2 separate regions of the Macaca fascicularis genome follow, and region 1 is linked to region 2. The links are chromatin contacts, called in public Hi-C maps. All regions are on one chromosome and are shown on one strand. Each heading gives the region's core, a stretch centred on a gene start, on an enhancer-like site or on the middle of the called end of the contact. The rest is flanking DNA. Distances are from core to core; before and after follow the strand shown. Region 1 has its middle 270 kb from the start of GADD45G. Region 2 holds the start of GADD45G (growth arrest and DNA damage inducible gamma).

The links. A called contact is a pair of places that touch in the nucleus more often than the background predicts.
Region 1: a Hi-C map of skeletal muscle shows a contact between it and region 2, with 3 times the contacts expected there. The contact joins the enhancer-like site here to the promoter of GADD45G in region 2. A contact is called at or near these places in 2 of 2 Hi-C or Micro-C datasets (liver and skeletal muscle).

Annotation. Positions count from the first base shown.
Region 1 is chr15:120,218,934-120,221,633 of T2T-MFA8v1.1, forward strand. No RefSeq gene overlaps it. Among named protein-coding and RNA genes, the nearest start is that of GADD45G, 270 kb to the left of the region's middle. Within about 2 kb of position 1,303, at least 1 of the 6 cell types and tissues checked has an H3K27ac peak or open chromatin away from gene starts, as enhancers often do.
Region 2 is chr15:119,948,984-119,951,683 of T2T-MFA8v1.1, forward strand. GADD45G (growth arrest and DNA damage inducible gamma) reads left to right here and starts at 1,397. Exons shown (of 4, transcript XM_005582122.3): 1 at 1,397-1,559; 2 at 1,816-1,917; 3 at 2,051-2,264; 4 at 2,353-2,700. The coding sequence starts at 1,507. The coding sequence ends at 2,463.

The DNA.
Region 1 (2,700 bases), core at 53-2,552, 270 kb after region 2:
TCCACTAAGGCTCATCAAACACCTACCACGAATGCTCCGTGACCCAGCAACCCCACTTCTTGAAATATACTCAAGGGAAATAAGTGCATATATCTGCCAAAAATGTGCACAAAGATGCTGCAGCATAAACAAATTGTGGCTTATATCATGAGTAGCAACTGTCTGGGGTCAGTGTTGCATGGGCAGTAAAAGGAATTTACCAGGACAGTTGTAGGTAGAGAAAGGCTGATTTATTAGAGAAAGTAGGAAAGTACGTTGCAAGAAAAGAACGGGCAAATCAGCAAGGGAGGAACTGACTGCAAGGAGACAAAGGCTTGGTGGGAATTTTATAGGATGATGCTTGTGCTGGAAAGGGTGACTGCAATACTGACAACACCAAGGCATCTGTCCCCCAGCAGGCCTGGGAGCCTGGGAGTGAAGGAGGCTACCCGTCTCACTCCCTGTGGGGGCCCATCCTATGGTGTAGTAGGAGCTTTGCTAAGTGTTTCGGAAGGTCCGGTGGAGCTGGGACTCTCTCAGTGTGCAGGAGCTGGGAACTCAGGAGTGCCTCTGTGTGTTACAGTGACATCAGGGGTCCCAGACAGCCCTGGCAGGCATCCCCGCACTACTAGACACCTGCCTGCTTGCCAACAGGAGCCCTGGGCCAACGCCTGGACCAGACTCTGAGCATTCTCATTACAGGGTTGGCCAGCTTCCAGGCCTTGCTCAGCCAACAGCCTCACCTCAGGTCCCTATCCCCGACCCCCTGCCTACAGCAGCCTCTGTGTGCTGGGGCCTGGACCCCCAGGAAAACCCCATGAGACCCTCAGCCCCAGCCCTGTGCTTTGGGGCATACCTCTGAACACCTGCAGCCGGCTTCTCACTCTTTCCTGGACACCAAGTCACCCCTGGACCCTGTGGAAATGTGAGTATTGTCTCAGAGGGTCTGCGGCAGGCTGGAGCCTGTGGTTTTAACCAGCTCTTGGGTGCTGCCATCGCTTTGGTGCAGGGACCGCACTCTGCGTAGGGAGTGTCTGGAAGGCCTGGCGAGCCACCACGTCCCTGCTAAACAATGATAAACACATACACTTCTACCTGCAACAGCAAGCCCATGCATACAGGAGCATGTGTGCAACCCAGTGCAATATTTAAAGAGCCATCAAGCAGATGGCACCGTGAGAAAGACTCCCTGGGCCACAAGTGTGCAGACTCGTACCCCTGAAGCCCTGAGCAATTTTCCCATCACATGACCCGCCCCACTTCCTGAGTTTCCGGGCTCTCGCTGCATCTGGAGGTCTGCTGGGGTCAGCTGAGGCTTCCCTTTGCTTTGGAGGCCACGTGGGAACTGTCCTGCCCAGGCCCCGGAACTTTCCAAGCAGCACCTCCAGCTCCCCTCACAGTTCCCCCAGGGCTATTTTTAGGATCCTATTTTTGCCCTGTTTGAAGTTCATGCTGACTTCACCACCTAATTAGAAAGGGCAGCTCCCTGGAATTATCTGTCCCACATTCTACTCTGTGTACTGTACAGAGCAGAGGTGATCAGATGTCCCCCAGCTGGGGCCAGGTGCCTGGTGACTGTCCCTCCTTGCCTGGGCAGAGTGTCTCGGAGCCCACCCCAGTGGCCAGGCCTGAGACAGGCCCTGGTTCTGTTTCTCCTGCCCGCCTGTGCTAACCCAGCCTGCCTGCACTTGCTCCTACGGTGGGGTCCCAGACCCACCTGACTCTATCCACAGCCCAGAGAGAGGTTGCAGGAGGCAGAAGGGGGATGCGGCTTGTGTGGGGCCTGCTCTGGCCAGGTCAACCTGTCAACAGTGCTCTGCACTCCCCAGGGAATGGACTGTCCCCACAGGGCTTCCACCTGCTGGGCTGGGCTGTCTCTCCCAGCTCTTCTCACCTGGAGGGCTGTGGGCTCACACTGGAGTCTTGGATTTCTGTCCTGATGCTGCAGGTCTGGGAACCTGCACTTGAGAGTCTCAAAGTCCTTGGAGGGATGCCAGGCCTCCCTCTCGCCACCCCAAACCCTGCCAGAGTTCTCTGAGCACCATGAGGCAGCATGAGTGTGGAGGGTGGACCGTGGGCCCAGGGAGGACTGAGTTTCCCTCTCTTGTTTGTCATTTTCCATGTGATGACAGCAGGTTACTTACTCCTAGAAAGCTCAGTTTCCCAAGGTTAACCTTACCCATCTCATGGGGATGGTGTGATCATTGAATAAGTTAATGCACATAAAGCCTCAGGCATAAAGTAGACAAGTAAAAAAGGTTATTTCTTCTCCAGTTCATCACTGTCGACAGGTCTGACTGTCATGGATGTGGCATCATGGGTCGGGCTGAGGACCTGCCCGTGTGCTCTCTGGAGCCCCTTCCTGACTCCTCAGGGCAGTGCTGAGCTGAGCATGGGCCCCGAGGATCTTGTCTCTCCCAGCTCACCTGTGACCTGGGCCACCCCTGGACGGCCCCAGCCTCAGTTTCCATCTGTGAAATGGGAGAATCCTCCTCAGTTCTCCTAGTGCTGCTCAGAGGCTCCTTAAGGTAGTAAATTAAGCAAGTGTCTGGAGAATTTTGGGGGACCTGGAGCCCCCACACCCTCATGAAAACTTGTGAGGTCCAATCCCCCTTTCAAGGTATGAGCACAGCCTTTCCTAAACACAAGGAGATTCTTCCCAAACTGGATTAACTGGGGCACCCCACTGAACTGGAAATAAACTCTACTGATTGGGTTGAA
Region 2 (2,700 bases), core at 147-2,646:
TAAGACGTAGGGGCTCTTACTCCATCAGTACTGGATGGGAATCTCCTTTTGCCCTCTACTCCCCAGGGTAACTGCAGCCCCACCTGAATGCGTTTTGCAGCCCTTACTGGGGTTCCTATTAATGCGCAGCTTGGACAGGGCTCAGTGGGCCCGGCCGGACAGCTCCGTGGCCGACCCCCTCCACCGCCCTTCCCCCGCACCAGGCCAATGCAAGGGTGTGTGTGTTGGGGGAGGGGAGGAGAAAAGGGATTCAGGATCTTTTTAACCTGCCTGTAGATGGCGCCCCGGGAAACAGATACCGAACTACATCCCCTAAGCTCCAAGGGCCGCAGCCGCGGGGTCCCGGCCAGAGGGCGTCCAGTCGCGAAGACTGCGCAGCAGCTCTCTGTGCTTCCCAACTCGCGAGGCTGCTCGGCACCCGTGCGAGGAACGGGTGGAAGGGAATTACATGTAGCAGGGCCAGTACAGGCGGCGCGTACTCAGGGACCACGGAGTGGCACTCAGCCTCGACCCCACGCGCCAGGCAGCCCGGCGACCCCCACGCGCGGCGGGGGCCTGCCCACCCCACCCGGCGGCAGGTGGACAGTGTTGCTATGAAGAGAAAGCCTCGATTGTCCCTACTGCAAACCGCCACACGCCAGACCTCTGCTATTGTGCGCCCTCCATAGAAATGCAAACGAGCGGCGTGCGCCGGCAGCAATCTGCTCGCCCCTGCCCGCCCCCTTCTCCGGCGCCCCGCTGCTCTCGGCCAAGGGCGGGGAGGTGGGGTAGGATCTTCCAGCGACTACTCAATGTACACATTGAGTATGCCTGGCAGGCATTACCAGCGCGCTCCGGACGCTAGTGGTCAGCTGCAGGGGGCTGTGCCCACTGCCTTTTGCAAGCCTTTAACTGGCGTTACCTGTTTTTACCTTAATTTCCTGCTCCAATGCAACAGTCTCATAAACTTCAAATTAAAGAAAAGAAACAAATAGAAAGGTAGCAATAAAAAATGGAAATAAAATTCCTTTTGATTCTATAAAGGTGCTTTTCGCAAATTGCAGCATCATATTAGCAAACAAGGTTTTTGTGGATTGGCTTTTTTTTTTTTTTTTTTTTTTTTTTTACTTTTTCCTTTTAAGGACTTCAAAAAAAAAAAAAAAAAAAAAAAAAAAGAAAGCCAGGCGAGATGAAATCTGCAGGCTCCAGTCTGCCTGGTAACACCCCAACAAAAGCGGCAGATTTGAGGCATTGTCATCCCCCGCACCCCTCCCCACGTGGCCTTCTGGCACGAGCCGCGGGCTCGCGGTCTCATTTACATCAGAAAGCGGGTGCCGGCCAATAGGCGGGCAGCCTCGCGCCAGCTGGCGGCGCCGCACCCATCAGCCTATATAAGGACGCGCAGCGTAGCCCGGGCGCACTCGCTGGTGGTGGGCGCGCCGTGCTGAGCTCTTGGTCTCAGGGTGTTCGCCCGCGTCCCCTCCGCGCTCTCCGCTTGTGGATAACTTGCTGTTGTTTGATCGCACTATGACTCTGGAAGAAGTCCGCGGCCAGGACACAGTTCCGGAAAGCACAGACAGGTGGGTTTCAGGGCGCTGAGAAAGCGGCTGGTCAGTCGGCGACCGTCAGGGTTCTCCAGGGTGGGAATCCGCGGGATAGGAGCCGAGCCCGGGGGTGCGGGCGTCAGATCCGGGTTGGAGAGCCGGGGTGCGGGCGCCAAGCCGGGATTGGAGTGTGGTTGGAGTTGGAGAGCCAAGGGTGAATCCCCGTGGCCGGGGCTCGGGGCTCCACCGCGCCCCACGGCCGTCTCCCGCTCACTAGCTGGCTCCTCCGCAGGATGCAGGGTGCCGGGAAAGCGCTGCACGAGTTGCTGCTGTCCGCGCAGCGTCAGGGCTGCCTCACTGCCGGCGTCTACGAGTCAGCCAAAGTCCTGAACGTGTAAGTGTAGACGCGACCCAGGCTGGGAGACAGGGGCGGGGATGAATGGCGAAGAGACCGGCGGATGGGAGGGGTGGCTGCGGGAGAACTTGGTTTGCCGGTTCTGACCTTGGTCCCCGTCTTGCCCTCGCAGGGACCCCGACAATGTGACCTTCTGCGTGCTGGCTGCCGATGAGGAGGACGAGGGCGACATCGCGCTGCAGATCCATTTTACGCTGATCCAGGCTTTCTGCTGCGAGAACGACATCGACATAGTGCGCGTGGGCGATGTGCAGCGGCTGGCGGCTATCGTGGGCGCCGGCGAGGAGGCGGGCGCGCCGGGCGACCTGCACTGCATCCTCATTTCGGTGAGTACAGCCCCGTCCGGTCCCCGCCCCGGTGTAGTTCCCGCCTCGGCCCGCGGCCAGCCAGGCTGACCCTGCTCTCTCTCAGCAGAACCCCAACGAGGACGCCTGGAAGGATCCCGCCTTGGAGAAGCTCAGCCTGTTTTGCGAGGAGAGCCGCAGCGTTAACGACTGGGTGCCCAGCATCACCCTCCCCGAGTGACAGCCCGGCGGGGACCTTGGTCTGATCGACGTGGTGACGCCCCGGGGCGCCTAGAGCGCGGCTGGCTCTGTGGAGGGGCCCTCCGAGGGTGCCCGAGTGCGGCGTGGAGACTGGCAGGCGGGGGGGGCGCCTGGAGAGTGAGGAGGCGCGGCCTCTCGAGGAGGGGCCCGGCGGCGGCAGGGCCAGGCTGGCCCGAGCTGAGGACTCTGCAAGTGTCTGGAGCGGCTGCTCGCCCAG